3 separate regions of the Mus musculus genome follow, and all the other regions are linked to region 1. A link is a contact called in public promoter capture Hi-C data. All regions are on one chromosome and are shown on one strand. Each heading gives the region's core, a stretch centred on a gene start, on an enhancer-like site or on the middle of the called end of the contact. The rest is flanking DNA. Distances are from core to core; before and after follow the strand shown.

The links. Promoter capture Hi-C pulls out the DNA fragments that hold promoters and counts their contacts.
Region 2: a promoter capture Hi-C map of pre-B cells shows a contact between it and region 1, with 2.5 times the contacts expected there. The contact joins the promoter of Aaas here to the promoter of Cbx5 in region 1. A contact is called at or near these places in 1 of 39 promoter capture datasets (pre-B cells) and 2 of 115 datasets of contacts at active chromatin or transcription factors (embryonic stem cells and pancreatic cancer cells).
Region 3: a contact with region 1 is called in a promoter capture Hi-C map of the HPC-7 cell line. The contact joins the promoter of Mfsd5 here to the promoter of Cbx5 in region 1. A contact is called at or near these places in 2 of 39 promoter capture datasets (the HPC-7 cell line and pre-B cells) and 1 of 115 datasets of contacts at active chromatin or transcription factors (pancreatic cancer cells).

Annotation. Positions count from the first base shown.
Region 1 is chr15:103,238,590-103,241,289 of GRCm38.p6, reverse strand. It overlaps Cbx5 (chromobox 5), which reads left to right and starts at 1,438. Exons shown (of 5, transcript NM_001076789.2): 1 at 1,438-1,557. Hnrnpa1 (heterogeneous nuclear ribonucleoprotein A1) reads right to left here and starts at 893. Exons shown (of 11, transcript NM_001039129.4): 1 at 762-893; 2 at 94-210. The coding sequence starts at 776.
Region 2 is chr15:102,349,409-102,352,108 of GRCm38.p6, reverse strand. Aaas (achalasia, adrenocortical insufficiency, alacrimia) reads left to right here and starts at 1,350. Exons shown (of 16, transcript NM_153416.2): 1 at 1,350-1,613; 2 at 2,029-2,156. The coding sequence starts at 1,491. It overlaps Gm36246 (predicted gene, 36246), which reads right to left and starts at 1,282. Exons shown (of 3, transcript NR_155425.1): 1 at 1,197-1,282.
Region 3 is chr15:102,278,172-102,280,871 of GRCm38.p6, reverse strand. It overlaps Mfsd5 (major facilitator superfamily domain containing 5), which reads right to left and starts at 1,416. Exons shown (of 2, transcript NM_134100.4): 1 at 1,243-1,416; 2 at 1-695. The coding sequence starts at 677.

The DNA of each region.
Region 1 (2,700 bases), core at 189-2,688:
ATTAGTTAACTTCACAAAACAATTTAGCTAAGAAGCAGCAGATTAAATCGGAAGAAATAAGCCAGCTCTTCCTTTTGTTTCTTTTAATCTTACCACACAGTCTGTTAGTGTTCCCCATTGCTCAAAATGGCTCCTCAGACTCTCGTCGGTTGTTTCGAAGCTCAGCCCTCCGATGAAGAGCTTCCGCAGCTGTTCTGGCTCCTTGGGAGACTAAAGTGGAGGAGGGAGTGTTTAGCGGAGGGGCTGGAACCTGGGAAAATGAATCAACACCCCGCAACAACACATGCTACACTTTTTTATTGTTCTTTATTACTGCACGAGACCACGTGCTCCTTCCTAGGCTAGGAGGTGCTGCTGGGGATTCACTCGAGTTGCACGCAGCGCATGCGTCCTTACTTTTACTTCATACGCACGCGCAACAAAGGGCACAGGTTAGTCGGGTCCATCCCCATTAAGACTTAATATCTCTTTAACAAGCGATTGTTAGACCAGAATGGGGGAGGGGAAGAAAAGGCCACACTCCCCAGATCATTAGTCTGTGAAGTTTGCCACAAGGAACAGTGCATGGACGTTAATGGCGGTCGGATCGCAGCCTCATGGTGACTATGAGGACAAAATGGCGACCTGCATTTTTTTAAAGTAGGCCTCAGCACTAATCGATAAAACACCGAAACCACGGGTGCGAGCAGCAAAACACGTCACATCCCGCTATATTCAGTAAGTGTGGAAGAAAGAGAAGCTGCAAAGCGCATCCAACTTACCTCGGACTTAGACATGACGGTAGAGTTACGAGAGCCTTCAGCGATGCTTCCTCGGCAGCGTCAAAGAGCAGAAAGGAATACGATAACGAACGTGCCCGCCAGCCTACCTTCTGCTCGCCCTTTTATCCCGCCTCCTCGCTCTCGGTATTGGTAGACTCCGCCCTTACTTGAGTCTTATTGGAGATTTGAAATTATTCCCTCCCACCATTGGCCCGTGAAGACGCCCTGCTAAGAAACGGCATCCGTTTGGGCGTTCTATTCAGACTCCGCCCCTTTGAGTCACTGATGCCCCAAGGGATCTTATCCTTAATCGCATTGATTGGCTAACTAGCCAGTCACTTATATTTGAATGTATTCACGTCTTTTAAATGCCTTTCATAACTTTCCCACACCCGAACATTACAAACTCACTCGTCAAAGGACCGCACGCTACAAAGTAGCTCACCGCGACTTTTCCCAGCCACTCCCTATAAGGCGCATGTGTAATAAAAATGGCGAGTTCACGCCGGCGCACTACGATGTTCCGCCTGCTGCCTGGAACACGTGAAATGGCGGGCGGGAGAGGGTTGTGAACCTAGGCGCCTGCGTAGTGGCGGGACCAGCGTCCAGTTTTGCGCAGGCGTTTTGGGCGGAGAAAAGGTCCAAGCCCAGGATTGGTTGCGCAGGCGCAGGGAAGGATCCGTTTTGGCGGGCGGTTGGCATTGCGCAGAAGGCGGCGGTAGCGGTGGCTTGTGGTGCCGCTTTACCACAGAGGAACCGTGCAGGCCTTAGCGTGAGTGATCACTTTAGATCTTGGGTAAGTGGCAGAGTCTCGTCTACCCGTACGAGATCTTGAACCCGCTCCCATTGCACCGGTTATTGTACGAAATGAATGGACCGCTGAACTGGTGGGGGGGGGGGTGGACGACGACAGTGAAGGGGCCGCGACGGGTCGGGCCAGCCAATAGGACAACTGGGGCGGGATGTTTTATCCTTGCAGGTTCTGTGAAGCTGCCTTGCCGAAGCATTTGACTGGCGAGCCTATAGGCCAATTGGGTTTTCCTATAGCTGCCTACCGATCGGTCCTTGGGCCATCGGAATGTGGGAGGCGGGTTTTTCTCGCCTGAGTTGCGTCTCTCCGAGCCAATGAGCCCCAAGCGCGCGATTGGCCGGCCTTCCCCAAGAGGCAGAGGCTGGACTCCTGTGGGGAGCGCGGGAGTTGGCTGGTTAAATTCTTAGAGCAAGCCAGGAGTCACTAGAAAGACAGGATTCCCCCCTCCCCCCCCCAATAAAGCTTACTCTTGCATTTGTGGGGGCGAGTATTTTAACTTAAAATGACTCCTATAACTAAGGCATTCATTCTGTATATTACCTTAGGGAAAACATATGTTTTCTTGTGGCCCTTGAGTTAATCATTTTTCTTGTAGTTTTTGGTACGTTCCTCCCTTCACTTGAGACTTTGGAGAACGTGCCTTTAGTCTTTGAAAACTTTTAAGAGAAGAATATTGAAATTTTGAATGAGATGACTTAGGTAAAGTACTTGCAATGAAAAGCATCCAAGAAAAATAGACTTAACCACTAGCACCCATTTCCAGGGACACTGTATTTGTATTTCTATCTCTATGAAAGTTTTTGAGAGTTACATGTCAAAAGTCAAAACGTGTTGCTTCTATGGAAACAGTGGGGCCAAGGCCTGTATGTTTGAGGGATAATTGTCATTGATGAAATAATGAAAACCTTAATAAAAATAGACACATTTGGTTTTTTGTTTGTTTGTTTTGTGTCATCATGTACTTGTCACCACCATTCATGTTCCCAATTCTTTTATCTGAATCTCTTCTCCGAAGAACATTTTTCTCCCCTAACATTCAAGATACTCTAAGCTCCTATTTCTGCTGTTCATTTGAGGATGTCTGGTGTGGGGTGAAAAAGCTGATTCATTTAGGAGGTATTTAGGGTG
Region 2 (2,700 bases), core at 101-2,600, 890 kb after region 1:
GGAAGAGTTTGCTTATTCATAATGGCCAGGAAGCAGAGAGATAGCAATAGCAGGGAAAGGCTAATACCGTTCCTGTGAGTCTCACCATCCCACACTTCCCTCCCATTTGTCTATTCAGATTTTGAGCTCACAATTGAATTAAGTTAGAATTAAACCATCTAAACATCTCTCTGTAGTTCTAGCCCCCCCCCCAACCCCTTCAGTTTCAGAAAAGGTCTCAGGAGAGCATGGTGGTAGATCTTTAATCTCAGCACTCTTGGGAGATAGAGGTATGAATCTCTATGAATTCAAGGTCAGTCATGTCTACATAGCAAGTTCCGTGCTAGCCAGAGCAACATAGCCATACCCTGCCTCAAAATAAAGCCTAGGGCTGGAGAGATGGCTCAGCAGTTAAGAGCACTGACTGCTCTTCTAGAAGTCCTGAGTTCAATTCCCAGCAACCACATGGTGGCTCACAACCATCTGTAATGGAATCAGATACCCTCTTCTGGTGTGTCTGAAAACCATGAGAGTGTACTCATATAAATAAAACAAATCTTAAAACAAACAAACAAACAAACAACAAAGCCTAAATAAGACAAAGTCAGGGTGGTATGTATCTCAAGTTGGAAGAGAACTATGGAGTGGACATTCAGTGATCCTCCTGCCTGTACCTCCCAATGCTGGGATTACAGATCGGAGTCAACGGTATTTGGAGGCAGGGGCTTGCTACGCAGTCTACACTAACCTTTTATTCTTGTCCACATCCTGTAGGCATTACAGCCTTGGGCCAATATGCCCCACCAATGTCTGGTTTGTGTGTATTTTGGTCCAATCTGTGTCATTTTGCTACTGGTAGTTCAACGGTGCACTTTTGGGGTTATTGTAAGGATTATAGAAGCGTTTGTTAGTGATATACTCGGGAAAAGTTACTGTCCTTCCAGTGTCCGTCTCTCTCTTTCAGGACGCCTTACCCTGTGAAGTCCGTTCTGACTGTCCTCTAAAGTCTTTTTTGTTTTTTTTTTGGAGGTGGGGGGGCGGGGAAAGCTCACTGGTAGGATGACATCGTCTGTATATTCCTCAAGGATATTTACGGGGGTTGGAGAGTTTAATTAGGTACTTTCCTAAACCTGGCTTATTTTGGGCTTTTTCCGTACTAAGTAAGTGAGTGGGAGACGCTGCTGGGGATTCAGAGTTGGAAAAAACAGTAGTCTTACAGGAAACAAACCAAAACCAAACCGCGGCGCTCCTTACGCCACAGGTCGGTCCTCGGACGTGTCAGCGTCGTGCCCGCTCCGTACGCAAGGGGGCGCGCCAGGAAGTCCCGGAAGTCCGTCCCGAAACCCGACTCGGAACTTTCTTCCTTGCACTTCCGTTCAGCTTCGCGCAGTCGTTTGTCCTGTACGGCTACCCGTCCTCACACGAATCTAGCCCGGGAACTAAGATTCCGGGGAGCGCAGTCGTCACCAGCCGGGAGCCTGTCGATTCCAGACGCTCTCCGGACTGGCAAGATGTGCTCCCTGGGGTTGTTCCCCCCGCCGCCGCCTAGAGGTCAAGTCACCCTGTATGAGCACAATAACGAGCTGGTGACCGGCAACAGCTATGAGAGCCCGCCTCCCGACTTTCGGGGCCAGGTGGTCCGGGTGGGAACGCTGCGGTGGGGATGCGGAAAGTGGGAATAGAGGCGACGCGGCGGGGCTCGCTCACAAGTGATTGGGAACGGCATGACTCCCACAGGAGACTGGAGAGAACGAAATATATTTTAGGGCCTGTGTTACCCAGTTAGGCATGCCAAGGCATGTGAGGAGGTTCTAGGAGGGGTAGAGAAGATGATGGATGCCGTCCATCAGGTCTTCTCTAGTGTCAACCCTGTGAAAAACGATTGTGGTTTGCAGATGAGGACTGAAAATTTTCTGTCCCACAAGTGTTACATTTGTGGGTATGGGAAATGGGGCCGTGGAATCTCTTATGCCATAGGTTGGAGATGGCAAGGAGTTCTGTTAAGATTTGGGGAAGAGACTGACTGCCTCCCTCTCTTCTGAGGTATAGTGGATCAATCTTCCTGTCCTACACCTGACCAAGGATCCCCTAAAAGCCCCAGGGAGGCTGGACCATGGTACAAGAACTGCCTTCATCCATCACCGTGAGCAAGTGTGGAAGAGATGCATCAATGTTTGGTGAGGCATAGCAAACAGTGGCTTAAATAGGCCATGGTCTACCGAGCCTGCTTTGGGCAGCTCTTGAATGGCTGCTTATTGCAGTCTGTGTCTTCATATTACCACAAATCATATTAGGTGATCCATTTTTATTGTAAAACTCAAGGGTGTACCAGAAACCTCATTTATCCCTAATAGCTTGGCTTGATTTTACAAACCTGCTCTCAGCACCGACCTCATTTGCTTTTATCTGAAGCTCAGGAAAGTTAGGAAAAGGTTGAATTGATTCGTTAATATGTAGGACATGTAAGAATTAAAGCTGTGCTATCTTTTTTTTTTTTAACTGTACGTTTGGAAAAGTTACATAATTACTCTGTCCTAAAGCCAAACCCCTTTAAACCATGGTGACTAAATAGATACAAAGCACATAGAAGCATTTCCTGGCACATTAATCCCTTGATGTGTTTGCCATCCCCATTATTATCATTGCCATTATCTGTAAAAAGAATCCCTGGTGCCGGGCGTGGTGGCTCACGCCTTTAATCCCAGCACTCCGGAGGCAGAG
Region 3 (2,700 bases), core at 167-2,666, 960 kb after region 1:
TAATTCTCTCCCCAGTTTCGTAGAGCCAAGGCCCCAGTCAGAGCCAGAAGAGGGATGGCAGCCACAAAGGGTGCGACCGGCCCCAGCCCTATCCAACTAGCCACGGCCTCCGCTGCCACACCAGCCGCCACAGCCAGCACGTGGTTCCAGAAGGCGGCTCGGGCAAAGGTGGCTGGGATCCACTCGGCGGGGAAGTCATGCCTCTCCACGTGCTCGTGGATGTACCAGGCCTCAAAGGCTGAGAAGAGGAGAGCTGTGGACAGCCCACCGAGTGCTCGGCCCACCAGCAGCACGAAGTAGTCCTGAGAGAGCTTGGTTATGCAACATAGAGAGTAAGTGAGGGAGAAGAGGACACAAGACTTCTTACGACCCAGCCAGTCCACAAGGGAGGAGGCCACTAGGCCAAAGAGGACCGTGGAGGCAAGGCCACAGACGTAGAGGATAGCAATCTGACCCTCCAGGAAGTGGTAATGCTGATAGAGTTTATACAGGTAGGGAGCTTGGAGCCAGTCCGCTGCCAGGGCCAGAAAGTAGACTTGATAGAAGTCTAGTTGAAACTGAAGGAAGGAGGGGTTGCTGCAAGCTCTTCCAGGGGGCCTGGCTCTGCATCTTGACAGCTCCAGACCCAGGCAGGAGGCCAGGAGGCCCACAAAAGACAAATAGGCAGTCACCAGCATGATGGGCCCCCGGACGACCTGGGGAGAGAACGATGGCCACAGTCACATCCATAATCCAGGTAGCACAGTCGAGGAGTTAGGTGTCTAAGCAGAGGGCAACTCCACCCAACTGCACTGTCAATTTCTCTCCCCCAGAGCTGAGACTGGAGGGACCAGTTGGGTGGGTGGGAGGAGTGGCTGTCTCCTAGGACTCAGTGGGGCGGGGGAGGGTGACAGTGGGGAGAGGCCAGAGCACTCGCTCCACCCTTGCCTGGTACAGCAAAGGGGACTCCTTTCAGTAATCTCGGTCCCTCAAGTTCAAAAGGGGCTACTGCCCATCTCCATGATAGGTTCTGCAGGCTTCTTGTACCTCCCATCCTCGCTGATAAGCCAGTTTTGGAGCTCAGTGTCTCCACATCTATTCCCGAGCATCCCTTCCGCCCGGGCCGGCCTCTCCAATGCTTCGCGGTCACGCGCGCGCACCGCAGGTTCCCCGGCTATGGGTCACGGCTGACCCTCCTTGCGCCCCCTAGCCTCAGCCGAGCGTCCCCTCATCCGCTCGCACCTCGCCCGGCCCCCATCTCACCTGCTGCCCCGGTCTGCCGGGACGCTCCGGACACGTCCGGCTCCAGGCCGCCGGGCCGCCCTCCCCGCACTGGCTCCGGCTCCGCTCGGGTTCCAGCAGCGCGCCCGCCCCTCACAGCCTGCTTCCGGGAGCCGGGCTGGCTCGTGGCCGCCGCCATGATAGCCCCGTCACGTGACGGGGCGCGGCAGGAAGCCACTCCCCCTCGTGGCGCCCCGCCCAGGAGCGGAAGAGCCTATGGGGCCCGGGATGCTGGAGCGGTGCGCTGTTCTCTTGGGCGCCTGAGCAGGCGGGTACCATAGGGTCCTCCAGCTGGCCAATATCCGCGGGGTCGTCCGGAATGAAAGTGTATTTTCTGTTTTCCTCCAGGAGGAGAAGGAAAGGTGCCGGCAGTCCCTCAGAGCCAGCGGATACCACGTGCTAATGAACTCCGCTGCCCTAAATTGAGCTGCCCTAGGGTTTGGACCTCCCCTGACCTCCCGGCCAGCAGTCAGTATTGTCCAGACACCTGAGGGAGGCGGTGTGGTGTAAAGCCGGAGTCCGGCTGCGGAAGCAGTGACAAAAACTTAAGCCCTGGAGCTGGACTCCCACCTCCTGCTACCTAGGATCTGCTTTTTCTTGGAATGTTAAGTTTCAGTATTCAATATTATGTCCTGGAGACCCCTGCAATGGCTTCCCTTTTCACTAAGGATAGAATCCAACATCTTTCAAAAGACATGCAAATGCATCTGTCCGGGACTTTTTGCTATGTCCATGACTTTATCTGCTACCACGCGGCCTCCTGTCTACACCGGCTCCCACCTGGGCCTTTGCACACTGCTTCCTGCAGAGTTCCCCCCCAAGATAGTTACCTTCTTTACCGCCAGAAGTCATGTTATTATTAGAGAGGACCTCTTTCTTTCTTTCTTCCTTTTTTTTTGGGGGGGGGGGGTTCAAGACAGGGTATTTCTGTATAGCCCTGGCTGTCCTGGAACTCACTTTGTAGACCAGGCTGGCCTCAAACTCAGAAATCCACCTGCCTCTGCCTCCCAAGTGCTGGGATTAAAAGCATGCGCCGCTGCCACCGCCTGGCCAGGACTTCCCTTTCTTTCATGGTGTGGTGGCTCATGTAGTCCTTGCGCTTGGAAAGCAAATAAATAAATAAATAAATAAATAAATAAATAAATAAATAAATAAATAAATCCTAGCGAAAATGCTCCATGATTAACAGGTTAAGAGCACTTGCTGTTCTTGCAGAGGAGAGGCAGAGGGGTGGAAGATCACTTGTTACTGCTTTTGAAGAGTAATATGCAGAGTAGTTTTCACAATTGCTTGTAGCTCCAGCTCCACCAGGGGAGCTGACTGACCTCTTCTGACTTCTGAGACCTGCATGAAACTAGTGAGAGTATAGTCACTTAGGCACACACTCATGCACATAAAATAAACTTTTAAATAAAGTAAATCTTTAATAAATTAAAAAAA